2 separate regions of the Mus musculus genome follow, and region 1 is linked to region 2. The links are chromatin contacts, called in public promoter capture Hi-C maps. All regions are on one chromosome and are shown on one strand. Each heading gives the region's core, a stretch centred on a gene start, on an enhancer-like site or on the middle of the called end of the contact. The rest is flanking DNA. Distances are from core to core; before and after follow the strand shown. Region 1 holds the start of Ngf (nerve growth factor). Region 2 holds the start of Slc22a15 (solute carrier family 22 (organic anion/cation transporter), member 15).

The links. Promoter capture Hi-C pulls out the DNA fragments that hold promoters and counts their contacts.
Region 1: a promoter capture Hi-C map of embryonic stem cells shows a contact between it and region 2, with 4 times the contacts expected there. The contact joins the promoter of Ngf here to the promoter of Slc22a15 in region 2. A contact is called at or near these places in 2 of 39 promoter capture datasets (both in embryonic stem cells) and 1 of 115 datasets of contacts at active chromatin or transcription factors (pancreatic cancer cells).

What each region holds. Positions count from the first base shown.
Region 1 is chr3:102,468,010-102,472,071 of GRCm38.p6, forward strand. Ngf (nerve growth factor) reads left to right here and starts at 1,910. Exons shown (of 3, transcript NM_001112698.2): 1 at 1,910-1,951.
Region 2 is chr3:101,922,810-101,927,141 of GRCm38.p6, forward strand. Slc22a15 (solute carrier family 22 (organic anion/cation transporter), member 15) reads right to left here and starts at 1,644. Exons shown (of 12, transcript NM_001039371.2): 1 at 1,223-1,644. The coding sequence starts at 1,309.

The DNA of each region.
Region 1 (4,062 bases), core at 660-3,159, 550 kb after region 2:
TAAATATGAACAACAATTTGGGGGCAGGACAGCTGGGCTTAGATCTTACTCACTTTGCTTTTTAAAATTTCTTCTTTTGGAAAAAACACAAGTGATTGAAATCCTTCTGTCCTTCAAGGTGACACCACAAGGACACAAACAAAAGCTCAGCTTGTGTCATTTGTAGTTCCACCCCTGAATGCACAGGTAGTTATTATTTGAGCTTGTGCTTTAAAAAAAATACAGTGTTATATGTGAAATGATTAATGGAGAAATGTATCCTATTATCTGGTAATTGTTAGTTTTTCATTAACAGTGATAAGTTTCCTCACAGAGCATCATGGCCATGATGTCAGCTCTGTTTTCTGCTATTCTGGTGTTGCCTGGTCTCTCACCTTTACTCCTAATGTGTGTTCATCCACCAGCCTGGACCTCACAGAGCATTAACAAGGAAAAAAAAAGTTCACTCTCTTCTTCCTTCATCCTCCCCAGAGTACCTGAAATGGCATGATGGTAGGTGTGGGGACAAAGTCAAAGTCAAAGGGAAGTTGAAATTCAGAGGACTGGAAATACATCAATAGGTCCTCTCCTTCCCACGTGACCTTCAATGGGGAAAAAGGACCACCTGGGCCTCACTCCATCCCAACTTCATGGAGCATGATTCTTGCCTAGACTAAGGTGTCACCTTCGTACCTTACCTTCCCTCTGTCACTCACTTTCCTGCATCCATTCCTTCCTGTGGCATTCATGAAGGTGGGGGTGGGGCATAGAACATGTCTTTCCGAAGGAAGTAAGTCATTTCACACAAGTGTGTGTGTGTGTGTGTTCATTTCCAAAATCCATAGAATTTTATTACAATTGTTAGTGCACATTTGGTGAAAAAGCTGACTTAGGGCATATTTCTCCCTTGAAGCTGAGGTGTAAACACCATAGAGGAAGGGGAGGTCAAACGGGGAAGACCCCATCAGCTCCTGAATCTATCAGATCCAAGACATTCTGGAGGGCCAACTGAGGACCCCCCACCATAAGTAAGTAGACAAAAGAGGTGAGAGAGAATTGAGGTGAGCCCTGGGGTGGTGCAGAAGGCCTGGCTTTCTCCTGGGTCTGTGTTTACTGACTCCTAAAAACCGACAGAAGCCCTAGGACCCCAGATCTAGAAACACGCAGGGAGCACATACAGACACAGTTCCATCTACAGTTTCCAAGGGACCAGCTCTCCTGGGAGGCCCCTGCAATGCCAGTGCTAAGGCTGGCAGTGGGAGTGGGAGTTGGGGTAATCTGAACACCTAAGGTCCTCTTCCTTTGACCTCAGGCAGATATACCTCTGTCTTGACATTCTAGTTAATTCTGCTTCTGCCTGGTTTCAGAGCAACCCCTGGCACTGGCCAATCCAGGAGTTTCCGGTGTTGTGGGTGTTCTCAGTGTTCCTTCAGCTCTCAGATTTGCAGAGATAGCAACACCTGATATCCTGGCCACCAAAGAAGACTAAGTCACCCCAGGAGGCTAGCAAGGCAGTGAGCCAGGGGAAGAGGTAAAGGGACTCCAACTCAGCCAATCAACTCAGCCCTGCTCAGCCTGTCTGCCCATTGGTGTTTGGAGCCAGCTACCTTGCCTGGTGCCCTAGAAAATCTCTCTCTGCATCTGTGACCTCCCCCCACCATGCATTTTCATCTAAACCAGGGGTTTTGAATTCTTCCCTGACTGGCTTTTCCTGGCTATGTCCCATCAACTCGGGAGCTATCCATCCCTTGTCCCCAGGACCCTTACAACCCGGACCCCTGGGTCTAGTCACAGCAGGTGCGGGCTGGGATTGGAGTTGGCCAGAGAGGGAGGGGTCGGGTGAGTGGGGGGCAGGATTTGGAGAGGGTGTGACGAGCCTGGAGGAGGGGCTAAATACAGTCAGGAAGCCTGTTAAAGAAGCTCTGTGCTCCAGCACGGCAGAGAGCGCCTGGAGCCGGAGGGGAGCGCATCGGTGAGTCAGGCTTCTCTGAGCCGAGCCCCGATACGGGTGCAACGCGGTGCGGCGGACTGGGGTTGCCGGGCTCCCTGGGACGGTGTGCTTGGATCCCTGTCTAGCTAGATCTTTGTGGGCTGAAGCGCACCCTTGAAAGAACTGTCCCGAGTAGATGTAGGAACACGAGATCGTGGGCACGCAAGGGAAGCGAAGGGAGTGAGGGTCTCCCTGGTCGTGAAATTCCCTGTTCCTGGATGACCAGAAGTACCAAAGTCAACACTGGCGCCTGCAGAAGCTGCATTGCCCAGCCTGAGCTCTCAGGCTAGAAGGGGACAGCGCTCAAGAGAGCCTGGAGTGAGGGATGCGCGCGCTGCGAGCGCGCTGGGGTGGCGGAACAGTAGCCCGCGCGCGGTAGAGGGCGAGTGCACAGCACGCCGACTGGGCAGTGCTCACAGACCCAAGAGCGCCTCTCTGCTCCTAGGTAAGAGGACTGTCAGCCAGGGTGATCTAGACTCGGTGTTTGTAGCAGGGTTCAGAGTGTAATATTGTGGGTACCAAGGGTTGATTCTGGAAGCTTGGGTTCCAAGTGCCGAGCACCAGGGTCCTCGGTGGGGCCTGCTGGGCATCCCAAGGCATAGCCTTACTGCTTGGGTCACCCAGTACATTCAGCTGTCTGCTGCCAGGTGTGGCAGAGGCTGGCACCCGGGATTGGGAAGGGCAGCGGTCGCTCTTGGGTTCAGGCAGAGAAGCTGCAGGGGAGGGAGAGAGGATTCTGGGGTCAGGGTGTTGAAACTTGAATCCAATGTAAACATAAGGCGTCTTTAGCACCGTTTGATTACAATGCTCTTGCTTTCCTAAAACTTTCTGAGATTCATAAGGAAGGTGATTTTTGGCTTGACCTTTCTCATCAGGTTTACTTCAGAGAGTCAAGAAGAGCCTGCTTGTTAGGCTGGTTTTTCCAAGTTGTTCCAGACTGGAAATTGTGCAGTTTGAAGGATAATTTATGGGTCTTTCGTGCGTTAAAGTGTATTACTACGAAGTCTTTTGGGTGCTGTGGGTATTAAGGAAAACTCAGTGCACGTTCCCAGCTGCAGACCAAAAATACTGCTCTCCTGGGTGCCTCTGCCCCCATCTATCATGGGAGGCCAATGGAAACCCTGGAGAAAAGCCATTTGATGTATTGCCCCCATCCTCCCAGAGTCCTCTCTGGCAGTACCAGTCTACTCTCCCCATAGGCATGGCCAGCTGAACTTTGCAAACTCAGAACTAGCCACAGAGGTCCCATCCATAACGTCTCCTCAGGGTCTCGAACTCCTGAAACTCAGTTATAACTGATGAAAAGGGCTGCCTGCCCCTCTCCCAGCAGTTCAGAGGGCAGTGCAGTCGCCCTTACCACCCTGCTTGGCCAGTGTAACAGTTCTCTACCAAATGAAACTTCCCCTCTCTCCAGAGTCACGGGCCACATTCGGTTTTCGTCTGCTGAGTAAGCCATGTGTCAGCCTGGCAACCTGAATTACTAACTCATCATAGATGGTATTCCCAGAGGTTCACAGGGGACACGCAGCTGGAGGAGAATGTGGTCTGGGGGATGAGGCCAGCATGGCTGGTAATGACATGCAGAAGACTTGACTGTCCCTTGTGCTGGGTCCTTGAAAGAGGATGGGGTTAATGACACATCTCTGCACTTTCCCTCATCCCAAGAAAATGTTAAGGGTCCCAGGTGTCAGAGGTCAGGGTCTCTGTGGTGTGGGACACATGATTTGACAGACTATCACAGTGACTCAGAAGGTTTAATAGTCAGCCAAACTCACTGTCATGCCTGGATAGCCACCTGCATATCAAAAAGTTTGCAGAGCTGAGTTTGTTCAGGACAGTCATCCTCATGCTGGTGGCTCTCAGTTCTTTCCTTTTAATCTTTAGCAAAGAACGGGCTCTCACATTCTCCTCTCACCCACCTTACAGCCCCCGCCTCCTGAGGGCAGTGGGAGGAAAGGATGAGGCACCACACTCCATTCTCCTCCAGGGAGAATTCTGTGCTGGGACCAGAAAGGGGGCCCCAGCTGCCAACATCAGCATGGAGACCAGGGCAGGGCAGGGCAGGGCTGGAGCCCCAGGGAAGTTTCTCATCG
Region 2 (4,332 bases), core at 394-2,893:
TTGATTCTAAGTTGGCAACCACCTGGCTAGGCAAATAAGATGCTAACACAAGAAGTGGAGCAGAGAAGTGGCCAAAAGGATTGCCAGGAGAGGGGATATATACTTGGAACTCCTGGTTAGATGGAATATTGTCAAAGAAACCATTATACATGAAGACCAGACATTGCAGTTGCAGTTCTATTTCTCTATACTAATTCTTACTCTGCTAAGAGAAAGGCTTCCAAGTATCACCACTTGAACCGATGTTCTGCCTGGTGCTGAAGTCAACTGAAGATTTTAATGGGGAAAGAGAATCAGTAGATTAAGTTTTACCTTACTGCCTCTCTTCCTGCTGCAGCATCAACACAACGTTGAAGCAACTTGTGGGCTCTGGTTATAACCGCGGCCAGCCAGTACTTCCCTTGCAATAATACCTTAACTTACTTAGCTCAGCTGTCAGCCTCACAGTGTCAGTGTCACAGACCACTTCATCCCAGGATTGCAAGCCTCCGGGACAGGGAGCTAGCTTCATTTTCTGGCCCTGGTGGTAGGGATCAAACCCAGAGCCTTGCACATCTAGGGCTTTACCACTGACTGACCTGCTTCCTAGGGACAATCTGAGCTGCTCAGGCTGGCTTTGAATTTGCCTAGAAGAAGAGCCATCCTTCTCCTGCCTCAGTTTCCATAGTGCTAGGACTACAAGAATGAACCTCTTAAAGAGCCCAAGGACTCCTAAAATCAAGAGTTTTAGGTTGAGGTGTGCAGCTGGTTTCTGAGAATTCAATACAATGAACCACACTGTGTGGATGGTATCATTTCCCTAGACCAAAGCTGGCCTCGGAGCTTAATAACCCAGTAGAACTTTAACTAGAGAGAAATAAATTCCCGTGGATGGAAAGCCCCTTTAATAGGAAGCCTCCCTCAATCTCAGAGAGGGCTGAAGGAGGCCATACTAGCTAGACCTGATCTTTTGTGGGCAGGTTGTCCATGCTTTCTCTGTCTCACTCTGTAAGGGGTTAGGGTGCCGAATCCTTTTGATCCCGGGTAATGGGTTTCATCTTTCAACTAGCTCTGGTGGCGAAGTGTCAGTGCCAGGCTCTGGGTGACAGCCTGGGAGAGCTCAGTGGCTGGCCCGCCACCGCGCGGCGCCCGCCCGCCCCCTCCCTCCCTGCGCTCTCGCGCCACACCTGGGGCCAGCCTGAGCTGAGAGCGCCCCGGGGGCCGCGGGGAGCCGGGGACTCACCTGCAGCAGCACAGCCAGCAGGAAGCACAAGTACATCTGATAGAGGCCCATCTCGCCCACCGCCTGGAACGCCTCCTCCACCTCCATGGCGGGCTCGCGCCCGAGGACCCGGCCGCCACCGCGACGGAGGACCTGGCTGCGCGGTGGCTGAAGATCGGGCGACGGAGCGACCGAGGACTGAGCCGGGCGGGGACGGAGGGCCGAGCGGCAGGGACCGGGAAGGAGGACCGGGCGGACCGCGGCCGAGGCGGGGACAGAGGACTGGGCCGAGCCGGGGGTGGAGAACCGGGCGGGGCTGGGGCCCAGGCGCAGGCGGGACCCTGCAGACGACCGGGTCCGGGGTCGCGGCGGAGATGCGATGCTGGTCGCCCCGGCGCGGCCTCCCCGCTTCCTGTCAGAAGTGACAGGAATTTTTGGCGAGCGGTTGGCTGGCGCGCGGAAGGGAAAGAGGAAGTGGGTGCGGCGCGGGCGGCCAGGGCGACTCACGGGAGGGGCCGGCAGCTCCACGCCGTGTCCCGCGGGGTTCGCCCCTTCGCACAAAGCGGTGGAATGCGGGGGCGCTCAGAGCTCTAGAGCCTTCCGAGAAGAGGGCCGGGAGGCATCTGTCCCCTTCCTCCTTTGTCTTGCTTTAGGTACACAGGGTCAGATGTAAGCTCCGCGCCTCGAGACATCCACTTAGTAGTGCCCACTAGGCCCACGGACAAGGGACAAGGGACAAGGGCAGGGGGTCATGGTTGCCAAGGTCTGTCAATGGAGTTTGGCACAGGGCTGAAGAAGTGTGGGGACAGATTACTAGTGGCCCCACACCTAATCCTGTTTTGTTTTTAAACTATTGCAAGTATCTAAACCAGCATATCTCAACATGTGGGTCAGGACCAAAGACCCTTTCACAAGGGTCAGATATCAGATATTTACATTACAATTCATAACAGTAGCAAGATTACAGTTATGCAATAACAAAAAATTATTTTTATGGTTAGGGGGTCACCACAACACGAGGAACTGTGTTAGAGAGTCACTGCATTAGGAAGGTTGAGAACTACTAATCTAAACTATCGCTAAGTTTACCTTTGCTTTCTGTTGGTGTGATAATAGCATGACAGAAGAAACTTGGGGGCGGGGGGGGGGGTGGAGTTTATTTGGCTCACAGTTTCTCTCAGAGCCCATCATTGCTGGGAAGTCGAGGCACCAGGAACTTAAGCAGCTAGTAACATGGCATCCACAGACAAGAACAGAGGGCAGTGATGTGATGGATGCGCTCACCAGTGATCAGCTAGTTCCCTCACTCATTCGTTCAGACTAGGGCCCAACCTATGAAATGGCCTCACACATATGGGGGGGGGGGGCTTTCTAACAACCCAGTTTTTAAACAAATTCCCTCAGAAGCATGTCCAGGGCCAACCTACTCTAGACTGCTCCTCACTGAGTGAATGGGAACTTCCTTCCCAGCCGAGGCTAGGTTTTGATCGTTAAAACGAACCATCCCCTGAATATAATACAGAGTATAATGGATGACCAGGAGGTCCCCTTGTCTTGCAAGCATTCTTGTTGTGCTTCCACAATTTCCCATTAATTATGTCTGCTGTTTATAACTGCCCTTTAGTGGTCATCTACCTAATTATTGTAATAAAATGATACAATGTTGACTATGGCAGGGTTGGAAGCAGCCAGTGTGGTGGCCACAAAAGATGAATTGGAAGTGCTTAAGCCAGTGGTGGTGGCAGCAGCCATAGAGGCAGCACAGACCTTTGATTCCAGCCCTGGGGAAGCAGAGGCTGGGCTCAGCTACAGAATGAGATCCCTGGCAGCCAGGACTACAAAGATAAAGCAGCAAGACTTCCCTTTAACCATATGGTCTAGCTTTCTTGGCAGGCAGTGCTCTCTGTGAGAAGAGGGAGGGGCAGGGAGGAGAGGGGTCACTCAGCTTTGTTTCTTATTAAAGAACTTTTACTATTTTTTTTTCTAAAAATGTTTCCATTTTTATTTACGACTGTTTTGGGAATAAACTTGCTCATTTTGCCCTCCTAGACCATGATCTGGCTGTATTTGCACCCCACTTTTCGTTATTTTTATTATGACATACTTTGTTTAGTGTTACATAGTTATTTATTAAATAATTCATTATTTGTTTTGCATTTTTCCCACTTTTTTTCTACACAGAAAATATTTGAATATAAAATTGTAGTTCGCAGACTTTGGAATTTTTTTTATATATATTTTGTTTAGCTTTGTTACTTTGTGATTCTTTTACTAGCTAGATAGTGTCAGTGTTTATAGCTTGTTGGCTTTCAACACTTTCTCTCCCTAGCCATCTTTGATTTATTTAAGATAAGCACTGCTGTATCCCAAGTTGGCTTCAAATTTGTTATATAGCCAAGGCTATCCTTAAACTCCTGATCTTCCTGCTTTTGTCTTCTAGAAGGCTGAGAGAGCAGGCTAGCCAGCCTACTGCACCTTGTTACAATCTCCTTTGTAAAGAGTGATTATGTGAAAGGGTATACAATCCTCTAAGTACTATTTACCCTGATTTACCAGTTCTCCTAAGCAGTATTTTGTAATGGTATTGTAATTTGCTCTTTAACCAGTGTTATGTTTTTGAGCATTCTTTTTACCTTTCTAGTTAAAAGTTGTACCTTTTAACATTTTTTAATTATTATTTATTTGAACATTTTGTGGGCAAAGACAATATTAAATCCTAGAACTGCCTGACTTTTCCTGGGACCTAGCATCATTGTATTACAGTGCATTCATTGTAAACAAAACAAAACAAAACCCTGCACCATATGTGTTGAGAACAACACATGGTTTTCATTTGCTGGGCTCAGAACATTCTGTAAGTTAGTACATCATACTTGTAATCTTACTGAAATCATTGGCATGCATACTAAAGGCTTATATCATTCTTTAATAAATATATCAACATCTTCCAAATTATTTTCTTTTTAGATTCTCTTTTTAAATTTATAAGTTCACAAGAGGACAATCTAAGTCACTTGTTTATTATTAATAATTTCCTTGAAATCTTGTTGTAGTCTTCATCTTATCCTTATCTTTTGTTTACTCTTCCTTCTTTTGGAAGTTTATGGGAGGAGGACTTATTTCATTCATCT